2 separate regions of the Lactuca sativa genome follow, and region 2 is linked to region 1. A link is a contact called in public Hi-C data. All regions are on one chromosome and are shown on one strand. Each heading gives the region's core, a stretch centred on a gene start, on an enhancer-like site or on the middle of the called end of the contact. The rest is flanking DNA. Distances are from core to core; before and after follow the strand shown.

What was found. Hi-C and Micro-C count contacts between places; a contact is called where the count stands out from the background.
Region 2: a Hi-C map of leaf shows a contact between it and region 1, with 3 times the contacts expected there. The contact joins the promoter of LOC111893824 here to the promoter of LOC111903596 in region 1. A contact is called at or near these places in 3 of 4 Hi-C or Micro-C datasets (leaf and seed).

What each region holds. Positions count from the first base shown.
Region 1 is chr8:289,822,439-289,826,819 of Lsat_Salinas_v11, forward strand. LOC111903596 (T-complex protein 1 subunit epsilon) reads left to right here and starts at 2,936. Exons shown (of 9, transcript XM_023899365.3): 1 at 2,936-3,283; 2 at 4,104-4,381. The coding sequence starts at 3,085. LOC111903601 (actin-related protein 3) reads left to right here. Exons shown (of 9, transcript XM_023899372.3): 1 at 1-99; 2 at 335-803; 3 at 901-1,047; 4 at 1,130-1,222; 5 at 1,297-1,416; 6 at 1,521-1,631; 7 at 1,702-1,827; 8 at 1,913-2,011; 9 at 2,131-2,464. The coding sequence starts at 50. The coding sequence ends at 2,211.
Region 2 is chr8:290,242,564-290,246,904 of Lsat_Salinas_v11, forward strand. LOC111893824 (glutathione S-transferase T3-like) reads right to left here and starts at 2,152. Exons shown (of 1, transcript XM_023889911.1): 1 at 1,595-2,152. The coding sequence starts at 2,152. The coding sequence ends at 1,595.

The sequences.
Region 1 (4,381 bases), core at 1,686-4,185:
ATTACCACTCCACGAACATCATTATTTCTCTCTACTTTTGGCTCGCATCATGGATCCTTCAACCTCTCGTCCTGCTGTAGTCATCGACAATGGCACCGGGTATTTAACTCACTCACATCTCTGCAACGCGCCCCACATGTTTGTTTAAATTCCCCAATAAGATTCATATATATTCACCCAAGAGTTATCAACCAAGTGATTGTAGCACGTTTTGCCCCACCCTTTCAACAATGTTTGCAAAACTAGTACTCTTTTTACAGTTTGCAGACCACCTGTTCGATAAAATTACTCAACAAAATCCGACCTAACAATTGAACTTATAATGGTATTACAGGTATACGAAAATGGGATTTGCTGGTAATGTGGAGCCTTTCTTTAACGTTCCAACAGTAGTTGCTCTTAACGACTCATTTGTAAGCCAACCTTCCCGAAGCTCAATCAAGGGAAGCAGCAGCTGGCTAAATCAACACAGTGCAGGAGTGATGGCTGATCTTGATTTTCACATAGGAGAAGAAGCCATGTCAAAGTCAAGATCTAGTGGCATCTACAATCTAACTCACCCAATCAAACATGGACAGGTGGAAAATTGGGATGCAATGGAGCGATTTTGGCAACAATGTATATACAATTACTTGCGTTGTGATCCAGAGGATCATTACTTTTTGTTGACTGAAAGCCCATTGACTGCACCCGAGACTCGAGAATACACTGGTGAGATTATGTTTGAGACATTCAATGTTCCAGGGCTTTATATTGCAGTTCAGCCTGTTCTTGCTCTTGCTGCTGGATACACCACAAAGAAGGTTAGTTTCTTGGATCTTTAATCTTTAATCTTTAATCTTGATTCTTGAGTTTATTTGGTAATTTGTAATGTTTAAATCTCTGTATACTTTTGCTTAGTGTGAGATGACAGGTGTTGTGGTGGATGTTGGAGATGGAGCTACACATGTTGTTCCTGTTGCAGAAGGTTATGTTATTGGGAGCAGTATTAAGTCAATACCTATATCAGGAAAAGATGTTACTTACTTCATCCAACAACTCATGAGGGTATCTTCATTTTCACTTCCTTTGCAAAATTAAGATTATGAGAAAAAAATGTTGAAAGATTCCATGATATTATCTTATTTAGGAAAGAGGAGAGCACATTCCACCTGAAGATTCACTTGAAGTAGCAAGGAAAGTTAAAGAAACATTTTGCTACACTTGTTCAGACATTGTCAAGGTAGTCATATGCTTTGTGTAATATGTTTAAATGAATGATTATATCTTATATTATTATTTTCTTTAAATGTTCAGGAGTTTAATAAGCATGACAAAGAGCCAGCCAAATACATTAAACAATGGAAAGGCATTAAACCAAAGACAGGGGCACCATACTCATGTGATATTGGCTATGAACGATTCCTTGGTCCTGAGGTCTGTCTTTCCTTAATTTACAAGGGGTAGAAAAGTAATTTGTCAAGATGTATGTAGTATTATAATTTATATTTTATAATTTATATAAAATAATCCTTGTGTAGGTCTTCTTCAATCCAGAGATATACAATAGAGGCTTTACAACTCCTTTACCTGTTGTAATAGACAAGTGTATTCAGTCTGCACCAATTGACACAAGACGCGCCCTCTATAAGGTACATTTTTATAATTGTAAAAGGGCAAAACCGTAAAAATACTTGTGACCCTTGGTTTGATTTATTTCAGAATATTGTATTGTCTGGAGGATCAACCATGTTTAAAGATTTCCACAGAAGGTTACAAAGGGAGGTAAAGAAGATTGTGGGTGCACGTGTTCATGCATCAGAAGCGAAATTTAGTAATGAAGTGAAAGTAAGCATATAATTTTCAATAAAATATATTTTATTTCATTTTTAGTGACAAAAAAAAAAAAAACTGATGTTAATTTTGGTTCCAGGCACAACCGGTTGAAGTTAATGTAGTGAGCCATCCTATCCAGAAACATGCGGTATGGTTTGGAGGCTCTGTACTTGCATCAACACAGGAATTTTTCATGGTATTTTTTTTTAAATGTATTATTATTTTAATCTGCAATTGAAACACTAATTTATGTATGTTGATGTTAGTTAATTACTGAAATGTGTAACATTGGATTTTGATTTATGTGTGGATTAGGCTTGTCATACAAAAGCAGAATATGAAGAATATGGGGCAAGCATATGCAGAACAAATCCTGTTTTCAAGGGAATGTATTGATTGATACAAGAATCTGTTATAGTGGTTGTGTACATTTCTAGAGGCTTGAATTCATGTATGAAAAAAGTGAATTTTGGATTTTTTTTTTTTTTTGTATTTTTTGTTGGGGGTTTAGGAAGCAATGGTTTTTCTGATAGGGATCCTTGTGAAATATTTGTATTGGATTGCAGGCTTATAAGGTGACAGATTTTGAAAACTTTAATACAAATTGTCATCAAATGTTATTGAGCAAAAAAGTCTTAATGGTCTAAAATTCGTCTAAAATATTACTAGTATAATTTTTTCTTCAACTTTTCGAAAATGTTCTATTAAAAATCATGTTTTTGTTATTATTACTATTATAAATACTATTTATCGTAACTATTTAAAACATTAGCTATTTGTGGAATTTTAGAAATGAACAAATAAAAAAATGTTTATAGGACCATTTGACCATCCTAGTTAAGATCCTTTATCTAAAGTCTTATTTATTTTGTAATGGAATCCAGAATCAAATGAAAAAATAAATAAATAATAGAATCACATTAAACCAGTCTGAATTAGTTTTCATTTAGTAGTTCAATTGAAAATAAGAATATGATATTTGAGTTTGTGAATAATATAAAATATTAATTTTTGTTTGATAGAATTTTAATCGACCCGACATGAAAACCGGGTCAAACCCGAAAAAATAAGCGGGAGCAGAGAATCAGTGAGAGAGGTTTGTCGCAACTCTCAAACCCTTGGGCCAGGGTTTTTAGGGTATAACCACTCATTTGAACTCGCAGCTTCGGTAACCACCTTCTCAACGTTGTCGTGTGTGTGGCTTTCGATCAAACCATTTTTGATTTATATGTCGATCTAAGAGCTTAAGCAAGTGCAAGATCAACAAAAATGGCGTTGGCGTTCGACGAATATGGGCGGCCCTTCATAATCTTAAGGGAACAAGAAAGTAAGAGCAGGCTAAGAGGTTTAGATGCTCAGAAAGCCAACATTTCCGCCGGCACCGCCGTTGCTCGCATCCTCCGGACTTCTCTTGGTCCTAAAGGCATGGACAAGATGCTCCAGAGCCCCGACGGCGACATCACCATCAGTAAATATTCACATCTCTCCATCTCTCTCTCTCTCTCTCTCTCTCTCTCTCTATGTGGTTTCATGTTGCCGGTTTAATCCATTCTTAGTTTTCGCCACGATCTCCAACTCTGCATCGAATATTGCCTTTTTTTTATACGTATAATAATATGAATCGATGCGTGATTTACTTATTGAATGTAATCTATCTTCTGTAGGTAGAGAATGTGTTATAGGAACTATAGGTTATAATTGAACACATTTTTGTTATAATGAAGTTTGAGATCTTATTTCAAAGCAATTTGAAAGACCAGATCATTATTTGCGGATTTAACTAAACTTGATCTGTATAAGGTTACTTAGATGGGATTTATTTTATTGAACAGCAGATCATACGACCACATAGAACTAGTAACTTGTTATCTGATCCCTCCACTGCGATCTACAAATTGGCTTTGTATGCCAAACATGTACTTTCAAATTTTGATATGTTTATTATTTACTCTCTCAGAGAAAATGCTGATTACATCAAGCACAAATACAAGCACCCATGTTAAAATATAGTAAAGGCAGCGTTCAGTCTGCAGTGCACTAAATTGTTTTTTCTATCCTTTTACATAGTATGTTGAAAGCTCCTTTAAAGCTTATATGAGAAGCTTAACTATTTTCCCCAATGGTGAGAGCTATCTCAAGGATTTGACTCTGATTTGATCATGGGTATGACTTGAAGGATGTGATAAGCGATTAAAATTGGTTGAAATCATTTGCTGCTATTTGAGTTCCCTAAATTTATTCAGCATAGCTTATTGCTATCAAGATTTAACTTTAATTTTTTTTTCCAGCAAATGATGGTGCAACAATCTTGGAGCAAATGGATGTTGACAATCAAATTGGTAAACTGATGGTTGAACTCTCAAGGAGTCAAGACTATGAGATTGGTGATGGAACAACAGGAGTTGTTGTTATGGCTGGAGCACTTCTAGAACAAGCTGAACGACTATTAGAACGTGGTATTCATCCAATTCGTGTTGCAGAAGGCTATGAGATTGCTTCAAAGATTGCTGTTGATCATTTGCAACAAATCTCACACAAGTTTGAGTTCAATCCTACAAATATAGAA
Region 2 (4,341 bases), core at 902-3,401, 420 kb after region 1:
GTTAGATTTTAAATTAATCTAATAAGCAAATGACATTAATTTTGAGTTATAATCTCTTAAGAGTCTGGATCTTAAAAAGTAATTATAAAAATACACGAACTTACATAGACGAACATAGGGGACAGTTCACTTGAGATTAAAAAAAAAAGTAGAGATTTTGAGATTAAACCTCAGCCACATATTTCACATTTGCTGCTCTAATGCTCTAGCGTACCAGCAGCAACGACGTATGCCTAATCATAAATGATTATATGGCAGAGAGGTATAATCATACATGATTATACATGTTTATACGTATATGCATAATCATAAATGATTATACATATATGTCTGTTCACAGATTGAGCAATCATAAATGATTATAACAGTTAGTCGCAGAAGAGGTGGTGGTGACAGAGGTGGCGGTGGTATAAGTAATGGAGGTGACAATGGTGGGGTCGACTGGTGTCAGAGGTGGTGGTAGTGGTAGTGGCGGTGGCGGTTACGGTGGTGGGGATGGTGGCGGAGGAGAAAGGAACGGGTGGCACTGTGTAATCATTTATGATTACACCAGACCTGCCGTGCCGGTACGCCGAAGGGTTAGAGTGGCAGATATGAAATACGTGGCTGATGTTGAATCTCAAGATCTCTATTTTATTTTTAATCTCAACGGAACCTACCTCATTATACATAATAATATTCCATTTATTATTATTATTATTATTATTATTATTATTATTATTATTATTATATAGACGAATATAGTACAATTTTGATAAAAGATAAAAATAAAAAATAAAAAATAAAAAAAAGTAATCTAATAAGGCTGGAGGGAGTGGTGTCACCAAAACCGCACTCCCTTCCCCACCACATAAGCGTCACGTCATTTTTTTTACCACACAAGTGTGATTTTTTGCCACACCAAGGGAGTGGTGCCACACTTTTATTTTTGTTTTTTTTAACTATTTTAATTTAATAAAACTTCTTTTTTTTAATAAAAAAACATAATTTTAAAAAGATAATATTTCATTAATTAAAAATACAAATACCATACATTACTTAACTTAAAAAAAAACTAAAAATTTAGAAGCAATTTAGAAACATAAAACTTACAACTTAAAAAACACACACACACCAAACGATTAAAAACTTGAAAAAAAAACTAGAAATTAACCACGATTTACGTAACGTTTTTTCACTTTCTCCTTCATCGCCAAAATAACTTGAAGCTCGTCTCCGATCATATTCAACGTGTCCATCGCTAGTATTCGCATGTGGTTCTCCCTTTGTTTCCGAAGTTCTCTTTCAGAAGCAATTTTCAAAATCTTCTCCATTCTGTCTTTTATACTCTTCATGTCGGCCCTCATTTCTTTCAACTCATCTGAATCTGACGCTTTGCCTTTGCTTTTGCTTTTTTTCTTTGTCTCTTCCCATTGGTCGAGAAGGTTGTGAAACCGAAACATGTTCATCTTTGTTCATATCAAATTGAACACGAGCATCTGATGTAGTGTGGTCGGACTCAGATGTTCTGCTTCGTTTTGAACCACTGTCGATATGCTCATCTGATGTTTTGCTACTCAACCATTTCTTGTTATCTTTCAAAAAAATTCCAAACTTAAAGAAACTTGAAAGCCTTCAGATTTTCTTTTCGATACACTTTCAACGCTTTCTTCAAAATAACTTCATCGCTTTCTCCACTTTTCCATTGACATTTCATGTTGTTATACAAGTCATTAAACAACATGATTTCCTTGTTCATCTTCCCCCATTTGGAGTACACTTGATGTTTTGTACGGTATTCTCCATGGTTCATTCCTTTATGGAACCTATGTAAAACGCGAATCCAAAAGTGGTCATGCTTTTGGTCTTTTCCAACCGTCGCATCTTCTGAAATATTGATCCAAGATTGTGCCAAAACTAATACTTCCAGAGGTTCCCAACATTTAGCCTCCGACATCTCTTTTCTTTTAGTCGTTGCTCGAGTGGGCTGAGTTTTTGTAACGAATTCCGGTTCGGAATCAGAAACGATTGTTTCTGGTTGTGTTTGTGTTTGTTGAACAAACTCGGGTTGAGACAAAAAAATCAAATGGATTAAAATCCGGGTCGGGTTTTGGTAGTGTTTGTGGTAGTGGTTGCGCTGGTCGTTGTGGAAAATACGGAAGCATACCGCCATAGTGGTAATACGGAGGTGAAAAAAATCGGTTGATCAAATGAAGGTATTGAGATGGTGGTGTTTCTAGTGGTGTTTTTTCTTTGTTGGGTCTTTTGAAAGAAGACATTTTTCAAAAAAAAAAGTTGGATGAAAAGACACCATTTTTATTTTTTCAACGGTCAAAAAGGAGTCAAAGACCACCAACCAATCACAGACCACAGTTGTTTCTAGCCGCAGTGTGGCCAAGACCACACGAGACCGCACCATGGGGGCGGTGTTTGCGGTTGATGTGGCACAATCACGGTTCCAAACCGCACTCGACGCCCATTAGCCTAAGTAAATATGACACTAAAATATTATGATTTTAGTAAATAAATGTGTACAATAACTATTGGTCTATAATTGAAAAGACACCATTTTTATTTTTTTAAACCAGGAAGACAAATCGACACAAGTCAAATCATTGATATTGATGGGGAAAGAGACGAGCAATAAAAGGTGTCTTTAGTGAACCAGATTTAGTGGCACCGACACTTTTTTTCCTCTTAACTGTCGGCATGTTGCATCTCACATTCCAAATCTACAAGTCGTTTGATACGTTGATCTTGTATATGATTAAATTGTCAATCTCCCAACAGTTGAGGGTAGTAAATTGAGCTTTGTGTAACTTTAAAGTAAAACAAATAGAATGAATGAAACTCGTTTCAAATATTTTTGACATTTGTTAGACAATAACTCAACTAATCAACTCGATATTGATCTTCTTCATTCGAGTAAGACATAAGTTAAACTTGTCGTGGGCAAGTAGTTACTTTGAGATTGATAAGGTTTTATGAATTTAAGTATTATTGTATATATCTATTATGACTCAAATAATCAACCGAAACAATATTCACTGTTGTCTCTTGTGGGAGTTGGGCCACATCTTAGTCCCAATGTGGTTGATCATGGTGGGCAAGTAGTTACTCTGAGATCCATAATGTTTTATGAATTTAAGTATTACTGTATATATCTATTATGATCCAAATAATCAAACGAATCAGTATTCATTGCTATCTCCCGTAGGAGTCGGGCCACGTCTTAATCCCAATGTGGTTGATCATGGTGGGCAAGTAGTTACTTTGAGATTCATAATGTTTTATGAATTTAAGTATTACTGTATATATCTATTATGATTCAAATAATCAACCGAATCAGTATTCATTGGTGTCTCCCGTGGGAGTCGGGTCACGTCTTAGTCTCAATGTCGTTAATCGTCTGAAAAGACTAGCTAAGCATCATTGATTTAGTCAGCATTAACTAGATCAACTACTTAATACTATGCATGTTCATCGAACAACGTTTTTTAGCTTTTGTCAAAATTTGGCCTCGAATTTTTCGACAAATTCTCACGCGTTATGCATCTAAACGATGGTTTGATATAAAATTTTGATATTTTAACAAGTTTCTAGTACTCTAAAAAGTTAGCACCGTGATAAATTTTAAATACATAACTATATAATTTTTGATACATGAGTTTTAGAATAATCGAGACCAAAGAATTTGATAGGTAAAGAGAGTTGAAAAACATAATTTTTATTCGTATAAAGATATCACATTTTGAAAATTTTAAAATAATATAAAAGTAAATTATAAAAACACTCAACAGGCAGTTGGATTTCATTTGGGGTTCAAAGTTTCTTATAAAACTTTAAATTTGAAAAAGAAAATTAAAAAATAAAAATAAAAACGAAAACTTGCGTTTAATGGGATCCAACCTACGAGTCTACGACCAAAAAACCCCATGGTGTGAATCTAGATAAGACTTGCTTTTTATACTGTGTACAAGTGTTTATGCATAAAGTACTACATCTTATAGCTATCAATCAATTTAGTCTGCAAAGGCACATGGAAACCGTATAAACCGTACTTATTTATCTTGGACTTTTAAGGTATAGGGCACGTGAGTGATGCCATCTTGCCATGTGCCATGTGGGTTGTATTCAAACTCATGATCACATAATAATGGGCCTTTAGTCTGGCCCACATTTCTATTTTCTACACTTTATTGACACGTGAACCCGGCCCATCCCAAATAGTCGAAAAAATGAATAAATGTATCACCAAAAAGAGAAAGTATGAAGAAATTTATATAACGTTAAGGATAGCTTTTAAAAAAAGCTTATTAGCTTTTTAGTTTTTAAAAAGGTTAATAAGCTAAAAAAGTCTTT